Regions from separate parts of the Gasterosteus aculeatus genome. Here region 1 is linked to region 2. Evidence: chromatin contacts called from public Hi-C data. All regions are on one chromosome and are shown on one strand. The core of a region is the stretch at or near the end of the contact, and the rest is flanking DNA. Distances in the headings are between cores, read along the strand shown. Region 1 holds the start of tspan1 (tetraspanin 1). Region 2 overlaps pik3r3b (phosphoinositide-3-kinase, regulatory subunit 3b (gamma)).

The links. A called contact is a pair of places that touch in the nucleus more often than the background predicts.
Region 1: a Hi-C map of skeletal muscle shows a contact between it and region 2, with 3 times the contacts expected there. The contact joins the promoter of tspan1 here to the enhancer-like site in region 2. A contact is called at or near these places in 2 of 6 Hi-C or Micro-C datasets (both in skeletal muscle).

What each region holds. Positions count from the first base shown.
Region 1 is chr8:7,158,892-7,164,609 of fGasAcu3.hap1.1, forward strand. tspan1 (tetraspanin 1) reads left to right here and starts at 2,373. Exons shown (of 8, transcript XM_040185122.2): 1 at 2,373-2,772; 2 at 3,064-3,126. The coding sequence starts at 3,070.
Region 2 is chr8:7,055,831-7,061,615 of fGasAcu3.hap1.1, forward strand. It overlaps pik3r3b (phosphoinositide-3-kinase, regulatory subunit 3b (gamma)), which reads right to left. Exons shown (of 16, transcript XM_040183752.2): 4 at 4,841-4,912; 5 at 4,196-4,273. Among protein-coding and RNA genes, the nearest start is that of pik3r3b, 49 kb to the right of the region's middle. Within about 2 kb of position 3,646, at least 1 of the 9 cell types and tissues checked has open chromatin away from gene starts, as enhancers often do.

The DNA.
Region 1 (5,718 bases), core at 1,123-3,622, 100 kb after region 2:
CTGGTCAGGTGAAAACATTTCATCTTCACAATGTCAACATTGCACTAACTAAGAAAAACAACCATGTTTTTTTTATCTTCAGCAGAAAGCACACACGTGAGAGACTTTCTACACAGCCCGGATGAAATGTTGTGCCATCAAATTAGTCCTTTCTGCTTGCAGAGAACAGAGGATCCCTCCCAACAAAAAAACTGGAGCTCTCAATTACGCTTTACCCTTAACTTTGTAACTTCCTAACAACTTTTTGTAGTTTGCAATGACGTGCAATCTGACTTCCTGCCATAGCATCACTAAAGGATCACATGTCATTTTTCCGTAACTGAAAATCCTGCTGGTTAAGGACAGAGATGGTCATTAAAAAGTTGTCCTTTAGCAGTGTTTCTGTAACGCCAACACAGAGGCTCTAGAGCTTTTAAAGCTTGTGACCCCTTAATACGATCTCGCGTGATCGGTTGCATGTCTGTTGATTTTTCTCCACTCAGGGGATAAAAATGTTAACAGGAATGTCAATTCATAGGAGACAGGGATTTTTTTTAGGAGGGTAGGAGTCCAGTGGAGTCGCCCGGTTGGTGGCTTAAAGTAGCTGATAAAATATGTCAATGGGAAATAGGGCAGTGGTTCACTCTGACAGGCTCACATAGACTCACACATGATGTGCAGGCTTACATAATGGGTCGGGGTGAATGATGCCCTTTAAAAGTGTAAAGGCTCGTGGCATCCTGTTATATTTATAGGGTAGGCTAAGGGTGCTAACCATGAACTGTAATGCCCTCGTTTCGGGTCCCTGTTGTATTTAATTCCCAATCTCATACCATTATTTCCAGTCCTATCTCTTGGTCAGTGCTGATGAAGGCATGCACATGCCAGTATATTGCTGGGACGATCACTGTCATGACCCTTTTAAGGGATTTTATCAAACCCAGTGTTGAGAAAAGTTTCCAAACAAATGGAGTGCAGTGAAAAATAACGTGGACTTATAAGATGACCTCACTCGACAACAGAAAACCATAGCTGCTAAAACGACCCCTCATTTCCAAGCCGATGAGTCACATTTCTAAGAGCTTTTAATGAGCACTAAAACCATTAGAGCTACTGAGTACTCGAGGATAGTCGATCAACCTTAAAATCAAGTCAAAGGATGAAGCAATGGCCACGTGGGACTTACAAGGTATAGTGGTAATGGAAGCAGCCTCAGCAGCACTAGATGCATAACTGTGGCAGCTGCCCTGGGGGGGCCACTGATAATACTCAATCCAACCGACCTCATTAAGGGACCCCTTGTTTTCTACCGTCCGCATCTCAGCCCAGATCTCCACAGCACCCGTCGCTGCTCTCATCAGAGGCGGTGCGAAAGCACGCCTCCAATCTTTTCCTCTTTGCACGCGCCGCCACGGCCGTCGAGTGTGTGCGTGCGTGCACGTGCGGCAGGAGATTATTAACGGTTTAATGGATAACGAAGCCTGACAGGTGGTGCTCTCGCCGAGATTAAGGACCGGTGGGTTAATGACGCTGGGGGTGAGATTGTCATAACTCACGATAAGGCCATTAAAGTGATATTACTAAGAAAGACTTCAGCCGGTACGGGCTCAACTCCCCAACAAGGTGGCATTGCTTTTTTATATATAGTATAAATGGACTCAAGAAAAAGTCTTAGGCAAAAGCTAAACAAAGGGATACACAGGAAGCCTGCGGTTTACCTAGAAATACTGAAGAAAGAATTTAGAGGTGTCAACGAGTGCAACACCTGTAATCACATAAAGTTGGAGCCTTATTAAATTGCTATAACTGCTGGAGGCGATTGGCTTTGGAATGTGCCCAAAGAGTACCTCTGAGTTCAAAGCATTGGAAGGTGGTGTTGACAGATAAACATAAGCAGCGGGGCAAACGTATTATTCTTTATTTATTTAGTTTCTTTACTTCCTGCCGGACAAAGAGGAGCACATTCGTCCACTCAAGAGAAACACGGTTAAAACTTAAAGACATCAGTGAAGTCTCTCTGCAGTTCACTACCCCCCTCTGGTGGTCAGCAGGGGCCATTGCAGACCCAGGGAAGTGGGGGTGGGGGCGGCAAAGGAACAAAGGAAGAGAGTTGGAACAATAGAGTCGACGGTAGAAGGCAGCAACACATGTAATCTGAACACAGGCGAAGGTCCAAAGTGTGTGCTGTTGCATACAACAATAACGATTGAAAACACTGACTGCAGACTTTTTTGCATTATGACAGCATTATGTATCTGTGGAATTTCTTCTGTGCATGCTGACAGACATAAATGACTCGTATGGGCTCAGAGAAAATCACCATGTTTGACTAAAATCTCTGTTGAGCTCTCCTCTACTATCTCAGGTGACGTTGGCTGATGTTGTTGGCGTTTACTTTTCAGGGTCTGACAGGTCTACGGCTGAGAACTGCACATGTGCAAAACCTGAGGGTGCGATCCTGTCCTGTCCTCTCAGGCTCCTCCCCTCTGCACGTGAACAACGTCCACCTGCTGTCACCTGTATCCTCCGGGGCCGCACCTGGTCCCGCGCTCACTCTGCCCATCGGATTACCGATCGCTGCCACAGGCTGGCAGACTGATCTATCTAGCCACAATCCGCTTTTCACTCACGTCGCCACACCTGGAAACACCTGGAAACACCTTGTCCGCAAGATACAGAAAAATCCTGCTTCTTCTCTTTGTTTTTGTTTTTCACGTGTTATTTTTTATTTAGGTCAATTGGTTTTAATCTGCGCTCCTTTGGATACAAAGAAATATCAGCACACTAAAAAAGGTACAAATTTGGTTTTCTGTTTGGCCATAATGTCTACATGCACCTTCCTTTCTTTTATGGCTGTCCCTCTCTTATAGATTTCTCATTTACAGACAGCTTTACCATTTCCCACAGCTGTGTGTGTCATCATTAAGAATTATTGTCAGCGATGTAATTTTCGATAATTCTGCCCGGAGGAGTGGTGGATGTAATAGGAAAGCGCGAGCGTGATTACTGTGCGTGAGTGAGAGATAGAAGGTGTCCGCTGATGAAAGAGGAAGTGCAATAATTTATCATCTCCGTTTATTACAGATTAAAATGGGCTTCTTCACGTTCTTCAAATTGATGACGGTCTTGTTCAACCTGCTTATCTTTGTGAGTATGTTTCTGCTTTGATTGCTTGCTGGGGTGAGATGAGGAGGGGAGGGAGAAGGGGGGAGGGGGGCGCTCATTGATTATGCTCAATCTTAATGTGAAAACTAACGTGTAAAAAAAAAAGAAGAAGAAAAACAGACAAAACGATTTCTTTCCAAACGTTGCCAAGAAAATAATTTCATGCCGCCCCTTAGTGTAAACAGATGGAACACCAGCACTTTGGATGGCTGAGCCCGAAGGCCCAAATGATGCTCCTTTCTCCTTCACTTTCTCCCCACCGTAGCAATTTTCATCTCTTTAATTTCAAAGGCTCTCCTTTTTCCACCTGCCTCCCTCTGCTTAATGTCGATCACTAATGTGCATTGTGAAATGGAGAGAAACTTTGGCAACGGTGAGCTGAATCCGCCTGCCGAGTCGGGCCCACCTGGCCTCCCACCGTGAAGCTCAAGTCATCACTTCCCCCCATTTGCCATTTCTTCCCAAGTTACCATGCTTGATGAATTTGTATTGGCAGCTCTGAAGAGATTCTCTCCCGCTCTTGAAGGACGAAGCTTTGACGCAAAGTGTGCCGTAGCAATTTTTACACCTCCTCTTCGTCAGCGGAGTCCAAATTTGCATTGAGAGAATCCATCTTTCCAGGAAATAAAGGGCAGCCTTCAAATAAACATTCTACCTCTCAAGTCAACCGGATCACGTTTGCATTGAAGTGAAGCTGCTATCTGGTCAAAATGCAGTTTCCAACCCTTTTTGGATTGAACAATTATCTGGTTGTTTCAAATTTAATTTCAATGTGTTTCCTTCACACTCTTCCTGAGCGTGAGTTTCATTCGGAGAAAATAAAGAAGAGAGCAGAACACACCAAAGAAGAAGTGTGAAAGCCAGAGGAGGAAGATGCAGCAGAGTGCAGCAGGTTAGTAGAGCGATGCAGTCCGACCTTTGACTCCACAGGGGAGGACAAGCAGTGCTCTGTTATCGCACCGAATGGGCCACCACAACTGCAATATAATTGGCAGCAACCAAGACGGAGTTACTCAAAGTGAACGTTGAAACAATGAATAATAAAGCAGAAAAACCAGAGTGGAAGGATGAAGATCTGGGGGGAGGAGGAAGCTGTGCTCTTTTGAAACGTTATTATCAAAACCCGAGGACCAGTACTCTGATTCTCATTTCCATTTCTGCATCATCCTCCCAAACAAACAGACAGTAACAGTGACAAGCAAGTTTGTGATTTCAGCACCAAGTGTACATCTCCTCTCGGCCCATCCCAGCGCGTCCCGTGCATGTTCTGCTGTACAGAACTACGGTCGAGTGTAGGGAACTTAATCGGATTGTCTGCTCCCCGTAATGAGACTCATGAAAATGGGATTGTAAACGTTTTTTCTCAATCCGTCCTTCTCAAAGAGAACCAATTCCATTTCATTCGGGGTGGGCCGTGCCCGTTCTCTCTCTCCATTCACATCCCCCTGGAGGCCATTCCCTCTCCTCTGACCCTAATAGGTTTTATTTCCCGTCTCCATGGATACCACACTGCTTCTTCTACTCCTTACTCTTTCAGAAACCTGATTTACTTTTTGATTTACAGTCCTTTTGCTGACAACCACCTGCACGAGGCACACCATCAAAGGGATTAGACATCTTACAACAAAAAAGCCATTGTGCCAGCTATAATTATACTTGGGGAGGGATGATGGTGGCACCCGAGGAGTTAAAGGGAAATATGCTTGTCATATCACATTTAGTCAACGGTGTGGCGATGGCACTGAACAGGTTCAAGAGATGGAAAGAGAAAACGCGGAGTGAGAGGTGGGGCGAGGCAGAGCGAATGGAGGGGAGTAAAAAAATAGAGCTGCATGGGCCAAGACAGGGAGACGAAGAAAAGAAGAGGGGAGATGATCCCCCACGTGGGCAGTGTCACCGTCTGACAGCAGATGTGGAGTGTCGGGGCCTGGGGGAGAGCAGCGGGGGCCCCCCGACTGCAACGGGTCTGATGCAGCCTGACAGACGATATCGGGTGGAAACATGCCCTCTGCAGCAGGCCGAGGGAAGGAGGAGAAATCACTGCATGCGAGGAGTTCATGGTGAACTACACAGAAGAGAGGGAGCGGGGCGGATGAAGAGGTGGAGGAAAAGGTCAGAGGTGCAGAGATGAGGAAGGAGACGCCACGCAGGGAGGGATAATAACAGTGGGATCAGGTGGTTTTCCGGCTGTAACATGAAACATGTGACATGGCTTTGATTGTGTTTGTTATGAGCTGGTTTTAAGGGTCGGTTTCTGCCAACACACTTCAGTGACCCCCCATGAAAGCACTAGCTGCTTGCCTTTTCATTCACACAGTCAGATATTATGAAACAACTTTACAATAACTGTAACTTGTCTTATCGCCATTTCAAAATGTTATTTTAAGTTAAGTTATTTATGCTTTTATTTTGATAAATAGCCTTCAATAAAAGATTATAATGTCCCCATCTTCTATGTGTTTGCTTGATATAAGATGCACAGGGCAAGGCAACACAGAAATGTGTCCTTTTGCTAATCGGATGGTTTTCCGTCATAATTAACTTTGGCTGGCTTGAAGTTGGAGCCGTTCCGTG
Region 2 (5,785 bases), core at 2,396-4,895:
ATACGATATTGACGGGCGCCAGAGGAAGATGATGACATCACCTCCGACCAATAGCAGAGCCGTGACCGACAGACAAGAGGAAGGACGGACGTGGCGGACAGAGATGGAAGAAAAATGCTGAGAGATGGAACGGAGGAGCTCTTTTAATTTGTGTTTTGCTGAACTCAGCGGCTCTTGTCACCGATACAGGGAGGGGGAGAAAAGGAAGTGTGATGGATGAGTGGTGAAAACAAGGGGAGAAAAAGAGATGGAAGATGAGAAGGGAAGAGAGAGGGGGAGAGTGAAGAGTACATAAAGCAGCTGCGGGGAAATAAAAGAGTAGTTGATGGTTCCGGGGGTGGAGATCGTTAGTGGTGAGCAGTTAACGGATCGGATGGGAGGAAGAAACAAAGTCAGGCTTGATCTGTAACTGATGACCTAACTATTTAGTGGATGGAGACTGGGTGAGAAGAGGAGTCTCATGTCTGTATAAGCTGGAGAAATGATCACACACATTGTGATTATGGATTGCTGGTGTGGGTGGGCAGGCTGAGCTGAAGCATGTATCCAGAGTGTGTGTGCGTGTGTGTGTGTGTGTGTGTGTGTGTGTGTGTGTGTGTGTGTGTGTGTGTGTGTTATGTATGTCAGGGTATACAGTTTCTGTTGAAGACAAAGTCTATTCTGCTACAGTCTCAACCAAAATGAGTCATTGTTTCCAAAACAGAGACTGCCCACTGCGTGCCTGACAAGTTTGCACAATGTGTGTGCGTGTGTTAGCACATCTATGTGGTTATACAAATTCCAACAAGGTCAAAGTGTGAAAACAGACACAAGACAACAAAACAGATGCACGCAATCTGATTAAAATGTCCATATGGGCACACAGACACACAAACACCCACACGTTTGTGTTTCCATACTTACTTCCATACTTCCATACGTGAGAACACACGTTGCCACAAAGTATTCTCTAACTCAATAAAGTTACACCAATTAAAAAATAGCACTTAAAATTCCAATAGCCTATGAAGGAAGTTTTGTAAGGGTACAGAAGGTCGAAGGAACTATGCTTAAAAAATACCTAGAACTATTCTCACTTGTCACTTGAATAAAATGAAAAAGTGACACAAATTGTTGCTCACTATCCAACACGTCCTCACAGAGATAGAAGTGTAATCACTCACTACAACACACACACACACAGGGCCAAAACACTGAGTGATGTGTGGGCACGACAGAATCAACCAGTTAAAAAAGGCTAGCTATCACCGTGGCAACGTCTGGGCCGTGTACCAACAGGAGGTCACTTGATGAGGTAATGTTCTCAAAAGCATTCCTAGCCAGTGCGTCTCCCACGCGCATGCGCGTGTCCACAGGCGGACAAACAAAAGACACACACTGATAGAATGATACTGTACGTATGCAGATAACTTCAGCAGGATATGCTAAACATCCAGGTTTATGTGTACAATGCAATAACTCCCTGTTACGTAACATTATTCCGTAACTCTTGCAGCACACACAACAAAGAAGCAGAGCACTGCGGCAGCCCTGATCCTCTCTGCAGAGTGATTGATGTTACATCATGCTCCAATAATGATCCATGAAACACTGATACAGGTCATCCATCACAGTATCTCACGTCATTCTACATGCTCCCAAAAGCTTATTTGCTTTTTGGGGGAAAGAGGGGGGTGGCCTTATTGAAAATGAGAGGATCTTCAGAAACTCAGTCGAATAAATATTCAGATGTTCACAAGCCCCCGTTAGACTTGGAACTCTGTAGTTGAAGGCATTATTAACCCCGCTTACGTGGCTTAAGAGAGCATTACTGAAGTCCACATTCTCATTACTCACATGGAGTAGAATACTAGAATAGGCTTAACCGGGGAAAAAAGATATAGTCCGAAGTGCGCAGATGTAACTGATTGCGTCAATGTAAGATAATGTGGTGCCGGAGACAAATATACTTAAGAAAGAAGTGAAAACCAAGCTGAAACTGCCACAAAATCAGAGGGATAATTGATTCATCTGACATTCTGACAATGAGACAACAGCAAAAGTAGAGATTTCGTATCTCTATTTGCTCCTTCCATTGTCCTCCTTCACACATCGCATCCCCCTCTGCCCACCAGCATACACACCAAACTTTTCACACACGTCAGCACACATTTCCACACAAGCAACTGCTTTTCATATATATTCCATAGGATCTGTCCCCGTCCATCAGCTCAGCTACTGAGCATGAAGTCAGTGTGACTGCGGCTGAATTTCTCTCATGCGGCAACCTCCCCGTCTCAACGTATACGCGGGTTTGCGTGTCAAGCCTGCATGTTAAATTCCTCTGAGTGCCTCCATGTCAGCTCCTTTCAGTCAATTACTTTGAGAATGTGCATTTCTTGGCCCCCGCGCTGACCTCCCACCACTGCCCAAGCAAGCCAGGTGCGTGCGTGTTCGTATGGGCGCGCACTCTGTACCCTAAGTCTATTCTTTATGCTCAATAAACTGTATTGGATTTGCAGAACTGCTGACGGTTTTTCTGGAGAAAATTGGATGTTCACTGAGAAAAATATCAGGAAAATTCAATTATTCTCAATGTGGGTCTCATGATCCTGATCTTGATGAAACATTTAGAAGGGGAAATGTCACTTTCCGTGCAGTGTATGAATTTATGGAACTCATCTGTAACATAATTACAAACTGAAGGCAGAGTTTGTTTCTAACAACATGATATCCAAAAAATGCCTTCAAAGCCAAACTCGATATTAGAGTACCGTAGAAGGGGGGTAACAAAGGTTCTGTATTTTTTCAATGCATTGTTCACGTCCTTATTGTAAAGAAACAGTGAACAGATACAATGAAAGACGATCTTATTGGTCTCTTTCACCATCAATTGAAACAATTGGTGAAAAACCTTCAAATCTTCTCCTAGCTCATGTGATTTACTATAGAAATTCAAAATGAGAATGGAGTGCCTAAAAAAGTTGCATTAAAAAAAGAAATGCTAATTTCGTAATGCAGCTTGATGCAGGAGTTTCCATTATAGTAAGCTGGCCCAATTATATCTTTCAAACTGTTGAAAATCGAAAAATTGCAAACGTGGGACAGAGATTAACCATCAAAGGGTGCTTTAACTAACCAACTAATTATGTTACTACCCTTAGGCTCGTGCACAAGTTGTCCATCTTCCTCTGGTGCAAGCCACACAAGCAGTGTGGGAAACACCCGGGTGGAGCGGCCCCAGTCCGCTTGATTCCCCTTGGTGCTCCATGTAGCGCTTATGATGCATCACCACCAAAAACCGTGGTAATCAGTATGTGTGCTCGTCTTGGTACGACTGCAATAAGACACTACGAACGCAGAAACTTTTGTTCTTTCCCTCGGTCGCAAACAAGTGAGCTGCACTGCGGGTACGAGGGAGACATTATGGATCCTTTAGAGAAACGTTACTTTAAGGTCTCTCTGAGCGGCAAGAGCCAAACAAAGAATCATTACGATAAGTGGTTGTGTACTTTACCAACATTCAAGAGTGAGATTGGAGACAACGGATGACGCAGGGATGGATTAATTGCCTGGACAAAAAATACGCTTTCATATACACTGTAATGCTGTTGTCCCTCCTCCCCTCCCTCCCAACTCTGCTCTCTCATCCACTGAGTGGAGTCTGAAGTCGGATTTTGTGAGCTCCCCGCCTCACTCCCAAAAATAAAGTACGGAGTCAGAGCACTCCCTGGTGGTGCCACACCTGAACTTCAACTCAAACTTGGCAAACTTTATTTTGGGCTGAGCGACTCCGGGTTCTTTCAGCCGCGGCGGACTGAAAACGACCCGGTTGGGTGTCAGCAGGAGTTTATATTGGTCTGAGTACAAAGATGGGGACAGGAGATGAGGCTGAGCTCTTTGCGTTGAGCCACTTGTTGCTCCTTCAGTTACAGCGCAGATATCCACACAACTTGATAAACTCTAAATGCCAAAGCCTTTTGCTGCAGGAGGGCTTTTTGTCAGTAATCTAGTTTATGCACTACATTTAATTTATCCAAAGCGACAAAGTGCTCTCAGTCAGTGTCAGCTTAAGCGCTACTAAATTGAGATAATTTAGGTGAAAGACGAGACAAGAAAGACCAAGGAACAAGAGGGTACTCTTGTTTTCTTTTTAAGATTCTGACGCCGAATAACATGTTCTTCAATGAATCTGCTTATTTCATCAAGTATGTACCCGAGTCCAGGGCCTCACGCAGCTCCAGGGGTCCACCGGAAGAGGGAGGAGCTCCATACAGACACTCGCCGCTCAAACCTTCAGGAGAAAAGGAGGGAGGAAGTCAGCTGGGTGTCTGAAAACGCGTTTTCCTGGTCCTAAATGGTGGGGGGGCGTGAGGGGGAATAACAGTTTTTTCCAAAAGTAAAATGAGAAGAAAGGTGACATACAGACATACGTCCTTAGCCTAGCCTAGCACAAAGACTGGAATTAAGGGGGGGAAACTGCTACCCCGTAGTTCAAACACATACAAACACCTCTAAAGATCACTAATCAACATCTTGTATATTGTCCGTAGTACTGCTACAATATACTGTCCATCGATAAAGAAAAAAGGACAGCTTGCGGCTTATCTGGCAGTGTGCTTTATAGTGAGAGAGGCTGTACTGGAAGTACTGAATATACAACCGCTACTTCAAATGCAAATTGTTTCCAGTCCTGTCCGTGTGCAAGTTATGAAAAAATTGTTCATTAGTAAGTTTTAGAAATATAAATAGGCGGATTACGTGCCCCACGCTTCCAGTCGTTACGCTTTAAAGGGGCAATTGAATGTTCCTTTATTGTAAATGCTTGCTACACATCTGTAGTTTGCTTGTATTTTCTCACCGTGTTTCTCAGCAGCTTCAATGAGTCTCAATACAGCCACAGGAGCCGCTTCAGAAAGCGCTGCCTCCATTCCTGGGAGAGAGAGAGAGATCATGTTTTATTCATTTCCATAAAACAACAACTATGGTTCCCTTTATGATTTTTTCCCCATACAACTAACAATGTTCATTTATTAATGATGTACAATAAAGTACACAATTAACTTTTAATGTTTCAACTTTTTTAAACAACATATTTATGAAAGAATATCGTTATTGTATGTATTGATTTAAAAATAATTAAGAGATCGTTATCTCAAATTGCCCTTGAAATAAATTGGAACCAGAAATCATCCGACAACATTAAAATGAAAAGGAAAGGTGCTTTGCTCTACTGGTTATTACACCTGTGAGACCACGAGCATTTGCTGAGCCATTTCCACACATTCAAACAATTGAATCAGAGTATTTGTGCGACTGTTTCCCCTCCAGGGAGTGTGTACTACTGTCTGAACAACTAGTGAACACACACACACACACACACACACACACACACACACACACACACGGTTCATCTGGAAGACAGTTTCACATGTCAAAGTAATTAATAAAACATTGAGCATTAGAGCTGCATGTGAACTCTGCAGATGGAAACTAAACCGACGGGGGCCCTCCGATGAAATGAAAGATATCGGATTCTGCACTGGCAAAACTGGCCCTGAAAATAATCAGATATCTGCATACATTTCAATATTGGGCAGTTGCTGCAGCCTGCAGCGAATCCACTAGTGGATGTGAAAAAGGTTAAACAACATGTGGAGGCTGATAACAGACTGCAGGCTGCAGCAGCAGCTGTCTTAACAGCCACTATTGGGATCCAATAGTAATCCCAATTAAACAGTTCTTAACAGTGCCAATAATGAAGTAGAGCAGAATGTGTTGAGGGGAATAAATTGATGAATAACAC